Linked DNA regions of Sus scrofa: region 2 is linked to region 1. Evidence: chromatin contacts called from public Hi-C data. All regions are on one chromosome and are shown on one strand. The core of a region is the stretch at or near the end of the contact, and the rest is flanking DNA. Distances in the headings are between cores, read along the strand shown.

The links. Hi-C and Micro-C count contacts between places; a contact is called where the count stands out from the background.
Region 2: a contact with region 1 is called in a Hi-C map of retroperitoneal adipose tissue, with 3 times the contacts expected there. The contact joins two enhancer-like sites. A contact is called at or near these places in 2 of 5 promoter capture datasets (fetal skeletal muscle and liver), 22 of 47 Hi-C or Micro-C datasets (alveolar macrophages, brain, embryonic fibroblasts and 12 more) and 1 of 2 datasets of contacts at active chromatin or transcription factors (skeletal muscle).

What each region holds. Positions count from the first base shown.
Region 1 is chr2:17,485,332-17,490,675 of Sscrofa11.1, reverse strand. It overlaps TSPAN18 (tetraspanin-18), which reads left to right. Exons shown (of 11, transcript XM_021083155.1): 6 at 1,334-1,528. Among named protein-coding and RNA genes, the nearest start is that of TP53I11, 40 kb to the right of the region's middle. Within about 2 kb of position 3,120, at least 18 of the 83 cell types and tissues checked have an H3K27ac peak or open chromatin away from gene starts, as enhancers often do. A contact at or near this core is called in retroperitoneal adipose tissue, where this site is marked.
Region 2 is chr2:17,736,589-17,741,581 of Sscrofa11.1, reverse strand. No RefSeq gene overlaps it. Among named protein-coding and RNA genes, the nearest start is that of CD82, 64 kb to the left of the region's middle. Within about 2 kb of position 1,486, at least 9 of the 83 cell types and tissues checked have an H3K27ac peak or open chromatin away from gene starts, as enhancers often do. A contact at or near this core is called in retroperitoneal adipose tissue, where this site is marked.

The DNA of each region.
Region 1 (5,344 bases), core at 1,871-4,370:
GCTCACGGCAACACCGGCTCCTTAACCCACTGAGCGAGGCCAGGGATCCAAGCTGCAACCTCATGGTTCCTAGTCAGATTCGTTTTCGCTGTGCCACGACGGGAACTCCTAGCACTCAATTCTAGGAGCCCCCAAACTTCCAACAGCTGTGAGGAGGGACACAGGTTTCCCTGGAGGTTTGATGAGAGTCCCAGGAGAAGGGCGTTGCGCAGCAGATGGTAAAGATGTAGATTGTCGTTGGCTGTCCCTGCGTCCCTCGGCCACCCCGCCCCACCCCTCCCCCAACTGCACCTGAAAATATCACCTCTCAGCTCAAACCATGCAGCTCTCACCCCAGCTTACAGACCCCTCAGTCCTTCCCCAGGGCCTCCCACCACATGGTGATTCCAGACACTGCCCAGCTTTTCAAGTCTGGTTTCCCCCGCAACAGATCCGCTTCCAGTACTTGTTTGTGCTCAAGACCAGTGGAACGGAGGTGTACTGAACCCCGCCAAGCACGTTCACGTCCGTTCTGTCCTTTCTTCCTCCGGGCCACCTTGGGAGGGGGGAACTCTTTTAACCACAAGGAAGCTAAGGCTCAGAGAGGTTAAGCCACTTACCCAAGGTCACACAGCTAATAAGTGGCACAGCCCTTTCTCCGCTCTAAGCTGCCTCTCTCCAAAGATAAGTCAGGCATGGAGAGGTGGGCTGTGGAGAGGAAGACATAAATAAGAAGGCTTTCTGCAAGCCCATCTGAGAGTAGGGAGCCCAACCCAACCAACAGCTCCTGTTGAGGACAAGGAGGATGGCTTTTTTGTCACTGTTCTCCCAGGCGCCTAGCACGATGCAGGCACAGTGTAGGTGTCAGAGCATGTTGGTGTCTTTGGGGAGGGTCCTGGGGGTTGGAGTCAGGGAGGCCTGGGATTCAGCCCTGGCTCTGCCGTGAACTTGCTGTGTGACCTTCGGCAAGTCACTGGACCCCTCCGGGGCTCCGTGTGGAATCAGAGGGTTGGACTGAATGGCCTCATTACCCAGCAGCACTGACAGCAAGGAGGATATAAAAGTGAGCGGCAGAGAAGCTCTGCAGGACATGGTTCTCCGCAGCCCGAGGTGGGGTGTGGGTCAAAGACTGGATTTAGAGGGTGCGTGATGCGCCTCCGGCAGGGTAAGTAGGGAAATTGGAAGCGGAGGAAAGCGCTGCCGGGACGTTGGTTCCGGCAGCAAAGGGAGTTTCTGCCCAGTTCACGGGCACTCTGCGCCTCGGGGCCTGGAGCTGGAGCAGGAGACGGTGTATGCACGGACTAACCTCCGGGTCTGCCTCTTTCTCCTCCCCGCTCCTGACCCACCGGAGCAGCTGGGCGGGGCCTGCCTGCTGGGCGTGGGCATCTGGGTCATGGTCGACCCCACCGGCTTCCGCGAGATCGTGGCTGCCAACCCCCTGCTCATCACGGGTGCCTACATCCTCCTGGCCATGGGGGGCCTGCTTTTCCTGCTCGGCTTCCTGGGCTGCTGCGGGGCCGTCCGGGAGAACAAGTGTCTGCTGCTGTTTGTGAGTACCCCACCCCCACCCCACCCATAGGTGTCCTAGGGCAGGCTGTGGGGATCCTGGGTCCACACTGCAGGGGACTCACACCGAGGTCTGAGCCGGGTGGGCCAGGAGCAGGAGGGCCACCAACCCTTCCTATATGCATCAGTGGCCTCAGCTCCTGGAGCCCGCTCTTTGCCCTGGACCCGTGCCTGCTGTGTGGGCGAGCTGCCCCCTGGTGGAGGGTGGCCTTGGCCTCTAGGTCTGAAGAGCCAGGATTCGCCAAGGCAGGATCAACTGAGAGTGTTGACTCTTGATGCTTTTCAACTCACTTGCTTTTAAGAGCTAAAATATATAACTCCTTGGTAAAAGCTAAGATGGCTATTGGATAAATCATTTAGCTTTCACATTTCTACTTCCAAAATAGAAATGATATGATCTCCGAAGGGCTTTTATTCATGAAATAAATAGCGCTCCATCTGCCTTCCAGGCTGCATAGTTCACTAGCTGCCGTAGATGCATTGAGGGCCAAGAATGGCCACCCCTCCCTGGAAGATGGGCTTGTGGGAAGCAGGCGAGTCCCCGAGGATGATCTGGGTGGGCCTGGGTTTGTGCATGTGCCCTGCTGTAGTCTAGTTTCTTTCTTTCTTTCTTTCTTTTTTTCTTTTTGGGGCCGCACCCTCAGCATAGGGAAGTTCCCAGGCAAGGGGTCAAATCAGAGCTACAGCCTCCAGCCTACACCTCAGCCACAGCAAGGCCAGATCCAAGAAATGTCTATGACCTACACCACAGCTTGCAGCAACTCCAGATCTGTAACCCACTGAACGAGGCCAGGGATCGAACCCTCACCCTCATGGATACTAGGCGGGTTCATTACCGCTGAGCCACAGTAGAAACTCCTGGTCTAATTTCTTAACCTCACTGAGCTCACTGTCTGCTTGTTAAGTGAAGGCCCAACCAGTTCTGCCGTGAGTTACGAGCTTGGATGTCCTGTTTCACTGCTCTTCTGCATTCACATGGGCTGTGATGCTTTGGGCCTCTGCTTACTCCCCGGGCTTTGGTGATGGGGCTTCCTCCCCTACAAGGTGCTGTGCCCCCAGGGCTGGGAAAACTGAGTTGAGGGCAACCCTGTTAGAGGGTAAGTTAAAAACAGCCCAGCTTAGAAAAGTGTGCATGTGGATGGGCCGACTTGCAGACACTCCTCTTGGCCAAGTGGGTGGGTGGGTGGGTGGGTCAGGAGTTAAATGATAGGGAGATGTGGGCTGGTCGGTGACATGGGCTGATCAGCTGAGGGATTTCCTGGCCAGGCTTCTGTCCGCTCCTGTCATTGAGCCAGCAGCAGTGGCTTTGGGAGGCAGAGATCTGGCACGGTGCCTCCTCCCCAGCTTGGAACAGGCAGGACAGCCCCCATTCGTGTCACAGAGAGAAAGTGAAATCAGCTGTGAAATGTGTGGCTGGGGAGCTCTGGGTCCCTTTGGCCTCCGGCAGCAGCGTAAACACTGCAAACTTTTCAGCTGGAGAGAAACAAAGAAACCCGTGGGCGCCCCCTGGTGGAGGGCTCTGCACAGCATCAGATGGTGCGTGGAAAGGTCTGGGCTCGGGCTGCCGGGGATTTTGAAAGGAGCTGAGTAGGAGGAGTCCCAGGACACAGCAAACCTCCCAACCCCTGCCCTGCACCTCGGCCCTCGGTTGAGGCTCAGTGTTGGGGCTCATCCAACATTAATGGGCTCATCCCTGAAGCCAGGACAGGAAGCCAGGCTGGGGCTCCGGGCTGGGAGCCGGCTCCAGGTCTCGCAAGCCCTCTCTAGCTGTGTGGCTCCTCTGAGCCTGCCAGCTAGAAAAGGACACCCTCGCTCTCCTGGCACTTAGGGGTGAGACCAGGGGCCAGAGGCGGTTTGCCTCAAGTCCCAGCTGCGGCTGAACCTTAAAGCCCCCCTTCCCACCACCTCTCTCTTCTGCCTCCTTCCTCCTTGTTTGTCTCTGTTTCATTATGTCCCTTTCTCCCTTTCTTTTCTATTTCTCTACTTTTGTCTCCTTGTCTATCTCTGCCTTTCTCCTGATCTTTTGGTTTCTATTCTTGCTGCCTTGCCTCTGTCCCCTCTCCCTGCCTCTCCCGCTTTCTTTACTTTTTCTGCTTCCCCTCCTCCCTCCCCTCCCCACTCCTGCTCCCTCTCTCTGTCTCTGTCCCTCTCTCAGATGCCCAGCACACACAATCCTGAAGTCACAGTTCAGGTCAAAGACAGGGCCCTCGAACCCAGGTCTCCTGTCTCTCAGACCAGGGTCTTATCCAGGGGCTTTTGACCTGGAAGGGACTCAAGTGGTTCAAAACTCACCCAAAATTAGGTGCAAAATATCATGTCAGGGCCTCTGTGTGCGTGTGCGTGTACATATGTGTTGCATGTGGAGGGGGGGCCCACCACAGCTTCTGGAATGTTTTCAGAAAGACTCATGATCTAAAAACTAAGAGGATCTCCTGTCTCTTCCAACCTGGACCTGGCCATGTGACGGTTCTAGCTGAAGAGGGGCTCCAAGCCTCATTGCTGGCAGCCCCTGGGGTCCTTTAAGAGGTCTGAGCCACCTCCTCAACCTTTGGGCAGGGAGGGGAGACTTGTCTTGAGAAGGGCCAAGAGGGAGCAAGTTTAGGCACCTCTGGAACTTGCCTCAGAGGCCTGCAGAGAGCAGAGGCTTGGGGATAGGGGTTAGCCAGGCGTGCCCCGCCCCTGCCCTGAGGCTAAACCCTAAGGGGGTCCGGTGACCCTCAGCCCAGGGACAGTGAGCCTAATGTCCATGTCACCTGATGATCAACTTCTCTTTTTTCTTTTTTTAGGGCCACACCCATGGCGTATGGAGGTTCCCAGGCTAGGGCTGCAGCTGCCAGCCCACGCCACAGCCCCAGCAACACGGGATCCAAGCCGCATCTGTGACCCATGCTGCACCTTGTGGCAATGTGGGATCCTTGACCTACCGAGCAAGGCCAGAGATTGAACCCACATCCTCAAGGATACTAGTTGGGTTCTTAACCCACTGAGCCACAACGGGAACTCCATGATCAACTTTTCTAAAGAAACATGTCCCAAACGTTCCCGCTGATGAATTTCACAGCATTTTCCTGAACAACAGGACAAGGTCAGTCTCTTAGGGACATTCCGCGTCATCCCCTTTTTTCCTAGTCGCTCATCCATGAGTAGTTCAGGGGATGTTTTTAGCCCGTTTATTTAAAGATTCACATTTTTAAAATACTTGATAACAAAGGCTTGCTAAATTGGAAAGAACAGCAGAAAGAGATGGGTGTAATTTCAAAGCGACAAATGAGCTGAATTGCACATGAAGTCTGGGCATTTGGTAAATATTTATTAGAAATGAGAACGAAGAGCAGACGTGCTGTAGGCAGATGGGTTAGAAAAGCCTGGAGATGCTCACACGTAGGCAAAATAGCAGTTTTTACCCCTTTACGAATTCTCTGATCCTTAGCAAAATGATGTACATTTACTGTTCAGCAATTCCTGCAAATGTGTCCTTAGGCAAATAGGATGAGGTCAGATGAGGCGAGCAAACCCTAGGGAAGGTCTCCGTTAGGGGGAGCCCCGGGAAGCGTGGGGGGAACTTCCCTGATAGCCAGTGGCCGCCCTGTTAAAGCAGGGGGAAATGACTTCATGCCCTAGAAGTTGGGAGAAGTGACCCTTCGCTTTCCTTCAGGGGATGCCCCCTCACATGCCCAAGTCCCTATATTTGGGGAGTCCTGCTCCAGGAGAGAGCGATGGCCAGGAGCTGGGCAGACCCCCTTCCTCTGGGGAGGCCGGCTTTCCCCATCGAGGTGTGACCAGGTTCACTCTTGCATTT
Region 2 (4,993 bases), core at 237-2,736, 250 kb before region 1:
GGAGCGCCGAGACTTGGGTTGGATCCCTGGCCTGGCACAGTAGGTTAAGCATCCGGTGCTGCCGCAGCTGCAGCTTAGGTGGGGACTGTGGGAGCTCCATATGCCTCGGAGAGGCCAAAAAAAAAAAAAAAAAAAAAAAGGATACAGTACCTGCGTGCCATCTTTAGAGACTAATTTTAAAAAAAATAATCATTACTTCTTTGAAGGGAGACTTGGGGGTGCTTGGATTTCCAGCCCCTTTGGAGGGGGGTACCTCCGCCAAGCCCGGCTTGGTGAGAGGCTTCCTGGGGGCCCACAAGAGATGGTCACATGTGTCTCCAGGGCGTCAGGCACACAGTGGTCCAAATGCAGTTGGCTCCCGCCAGGGAAATCAAAAAGGACCAGAAAAGGGCTGCTACCTGTGAGGGAGGAGCAGAAGGAGACGTACCTGAGGTGGGAGGGGCTGGGAGCCCAGCGTTGGTCAGCGTACAGGACACGTGGGTTTTCTGTGGTCTAAACATGGGCCCGGTCTACTAAGGAGTTCTTGTATTCCTGTCATCATCATCCCGCCTGTTCTGTGGTCTAGGAAATTTGGGAAACAATAAATAGGGAGTCTGTGTGGCCCTGGAGAGCCTGAGGTTGATTGCGGAGCAGCCACCTGGAGAAGGCACGGGGCCCGCAGCATGGGGGGCGGGTAAGGGGACCTGAGGACTCCCATGGTCCCTCCTACCCTCCGCAGAGCCCTGAGAGCAGAAGCCAGCTCCAAAAGGGACCAGTGAACTAAAACCTCCCTTCCCTGGACTTCTGCCCTCCCTCTCTAGGCTCTGGCAGCCTGTGAGACTCAAATACAAGAAGAGGGAAGAGGGCGGGGAGCAGGTGCACTCACGAGGCGGGGGAGGGGGGAGGTCAAAGCCCCTTCTCCAGGATGCAGCCTGTGGGGGAACAGCAAAGGCAGGCACGTTAACTCTGCACCAGGTTCAAAGGTATGACTCTTACCGGAGACCAGATGTTCTGAGTTGTTTAGCTTGACTCTGTGTCTGCAACTTAAAGTGACCTAAGAATTTGTCCTCCAACGGAGGATGGAAAACTAGTGGAAGTGCCTGAGTTTTCATCCAGGGATGGGAGAACTGTCTCCCATGAACAGATCCCCGGAGCTTAGGAGATACGAATAAAGCTGATTTCCACTTCAAACCCATGGGTCCAGCTTGTCCAAAGTGCTGGTTTCTGTCCCCGTGGGTAGGATGTGTTCTTAGAATTCGAGCACCTTGGGGGCAGACCCTTGCCAGATTCAACTCCATCCCTCCGGCACTGGCCTCTCTTGGATGTTAATTTCCTCCCTTCCTTCTGCCTGACGCTGGGTGCTCAGAAAGAGTGCCATCTGGTCCTGAGAGGCTAGCCCAAGGCTTCCTAGAAGTGGACAGAGCCTCAGCCCATCCCTGCTGCCATCTCAACTGTCAGTCACCTAAACCAGGGAGGGGAGTGAATGGTCAGGCCGGCAGAGAGCAGAGCACTGATCAGAGGATAGCCGGCTGCCAGCCTTGCCCGACCGACAGACGATCACGCCACACGCAGTCTGAGGTAGACCTCACCTTTCAGAGTCCCCTCCCAGGACTCTGCGAATGCTTCTATTTTCCCGGAGACCCCCCCTGCCCAGGGGGTCTGGTCCCGGGTGCTCCTGGCAGGGTGCCCGTTCTCATCCCCGACTTGGCAGCCTCCTAGCTGCAGGCTCCAGCGCTGCCCCTCCCCCCTCCTCTCCCTCCCAAGGTGGGAGCTTCAGGCTCTGCCAAAGCATTACTAAGAGGGTGGTGACGTCACCCTCCTCGGTCCCACCCCGCCCACGGCCAGCTTACCCTTCACCCTTGGCTGCCCCTGAGAATATGACACATCCTGGGTAGGGGAGGGAACGGTCCCCTGGGTCCTCAGCCCCAAGCCTGCCTCCCCCTCCCCGCCACAGCTGGTGGAGCAGTCATGGTCCTGGAGGCAGAGCCATCAGATGCAGACACACCCTCAGGCTCCTCCAGTCACCAGCTGGGTGGTTAAATGTCTGGTCCTTTGCCGTCATGGCCACCTGGGGGCCAAGGACCTCCCACCCATGCTCTACACACACATCCTGGCACCAGGCAGCCACCCCCAGTGACTTTATCTCCTTGAGCCCCATTGCTGAAACGAGGCTAGTAATGCGGCTTGCCTCGCAGGGCGCATGTGAGGCTGGAACGAGATCATGCCCATCAGGTCCCGGCCCTGGGGAAGGGGAATGTCGGTCCATCTTGGTTGCCAGTGGGATGTTCGTTCCTAACTCCCCAAGGTCTATCTCAAAGTTAAATGTCTGGTCCTTTGCCGTCATGGCCACCTGGGGGCCAAGGACCTCCCACCCACGCTCTACACACATATCCTGGCACCAGGCAGCCACCCCCAGTCTGAGGCATCTGTGCAAATTCCTACTCTGATTGCAGGAACTCCTGCTCCCCGGTGGGGGTCAAGGCTACAATGCCAGCTCCTGGCACCAGCTCCTCCTCCTTCCTGTCAAGAGAAAGCAAAGACCTGGATGAAAGTTTTATTCAGAAACAACTTTGATACACAATAAGGCTGCTAATCCCCAGCCCCCGCCACCTGGACCCTGGGACTCAGAATTCGAATGCACAGGGCAGCTGGCTTGGTGTTGGGAAGGGGAGAGCCTCCCTTGTTGCTCCAACAGGGAGCCACTGAAAAGTGTGGATTGAGGGTTAAACTGTAGACATTATCAAAGATACAGTCGCTTGATGGCAGCCAGTATGGACGACTCTCCTTATAACCCAAGTAAGTTCCACTCAACTTTTCCATCTGAATTGTACCCCTGGTTTCATCCTCCCGTGCAGCTGGGATGCAGTGGCTGAGAGCAGGGCTGTGGAGCCAGCGTCCTTTGGCTAAAATCCCCCCTTCAGCAGTACTAGCTGTGTAGCTATGGATGCATGACTTAACCTCCCTACAGCTCAGTTTTCTAGAAAGGGGATAATAGTAGTGCCTGTATACATGATTGTTAAGAATAGTAAGTGATTATACATGGAAAATACTTGGGGTCTTCAAGTCCCACGATGAGTGAGCTACTTGGACACGCTCTCCCAAATATGTCCCCTAAAAAATCCCACATAAAATATCACAAAACAGGGGTTCCCGCTGTCATGCCGTGGGTTAAGGATTAGGTGTTTCCTCTGTGGCAGCCCGGGGTCCCATCCCTGGCCTGGTGCTGTGGGTTGTCGCAGCGCTGATGTAAGTAGCAGCTGTGGCTGGTATTTGATCCCTGGCGCAGGAACTTCCATATGTTGCAGGTATGGCCATTTTAAAAAATTACAAATCAAAGACTAGCAGGAGTGAAAAATGATTTTTCAGGGAGTTCCCTGGTGATCTAATGGTGAAGGGCTCAGCACTGTCCCTGCTGGGGCTTGGGTTACTGCTATGGCTTGGGTTCAATCCCTAGCCCGGGAACTTCTGCATGCCATGGGCACAGCCAAAAAATTAGGATTTTCGATTCAGGAAATTGGGGATATAAGTTGATATCAATGACAGCTTTCATCTGCCGAATCCCATGAACTAGATCAGAAAGACCTAAGTAAATGGGAAGAGACCTTCTGCTCAGAGATTGGGAGATTTGATATTGTGAAGATGGCAATACCCTGCACATTGATTTATCAATTTGATGCAACCTCTTTCAAAGTCCCAGCTGGCTGTTTAAGAAGAAAAAGATCAAGAATAGCTAAACCTGGAGTTCCCATCATGGCTTAGTGGTAACAAACTGGGCCAGTATCCATGAGGATGCAGGTTCGCTTTCTCGCCTCATTCAGTGGGTTAAGGATCTGGCTTTTCCGTGAGCTGTGGTGTAGGTCACAGATGCAGAGATGCAGCTCAGATCCCACGTTGCTGTGGCGTAGGCCAGCAGCTACAGCTCTGATTCCACCTCTAGCCTGGGAACTTCCATATGCAACAGATGCGGCCCCTAAAAAAAAAAAAAGCTAAACTTGAAAAAGAACAAAGTTGGAAGACTCACACTTCCTGATTTTAAAACTTATTACAGGCGTCTCCACCATGGCTCAGTGGTTAACAAACCCAACTAAGATCCATGAGGATGCGGGTTCAGTGGGTTAACTCACTCAGTGGGTTAAGGATCCAGGGTTGCTGTGAGCTATGGTGTAGGTTGCTGCAGTGGCTAGGATCCTGCATTGCTGTGGCTGTGGCATAGGCTGGCAGCTGCAGCTCTGATTTAACCCCTAGCCTGGGAACGTCCAAATGCCATGGGTACAGCTCTAAAAAGACAAAACACAAAAACAACAACAACAACAACAAAATGAACGTATTACAGAACTGTAGTAAACAAGACAGTGTGGTATTACCATAAGGAGAGACGTAGAGATCAGTGAGACAGAAATGAGAATCCAGGATAAACTAGTACATTTTTGGAAAAGGGCGCCATGACAATGCAGTAGGGAAGGAATAGTCTTTTCAACAAATGGTACTAGGACATCTGGATATCTACATGCCAAAAAAAAAAGAAGTTATACCCTTCCTTATATCACACATGAAAATGAACTTACCGTGGAGCCCCATCCTAAATGTAAGAGCTAAAAATACAGAACTCTTACAAGAAAACATGGGTGGAAATATTATTGACCTGGCTGTAAATCTCAGTTCCTTCTTGGATACAACACCTAAAGCACACCACCAAAAGAAAAAAAAAAAAGGATAAATTAGACTTCATCAAAATTTAAAACTTTTGTGCTTCAAAGGACATCATCAAGAAAATGGAAAGACAGGAGTTCCCATCGTGGCTCTGTGGTTAACAAATCTGACTAGGAACCATGAGGTGGCGGGTTCGATCCCCGGCCTCACTCAGTGGGTTAAGGATCTGGCATTGCCATGAGCTGTGGCGTAGGCTGCAGACGTGGCTCAGATCTGGAGTTGCTGTGGCTGTGGTGTAGGCCAGTGGTGACAGCTCGGATTAGACCCCTAGCCTGGGAACCTCCAAATGCCATGGGTGCAGCCC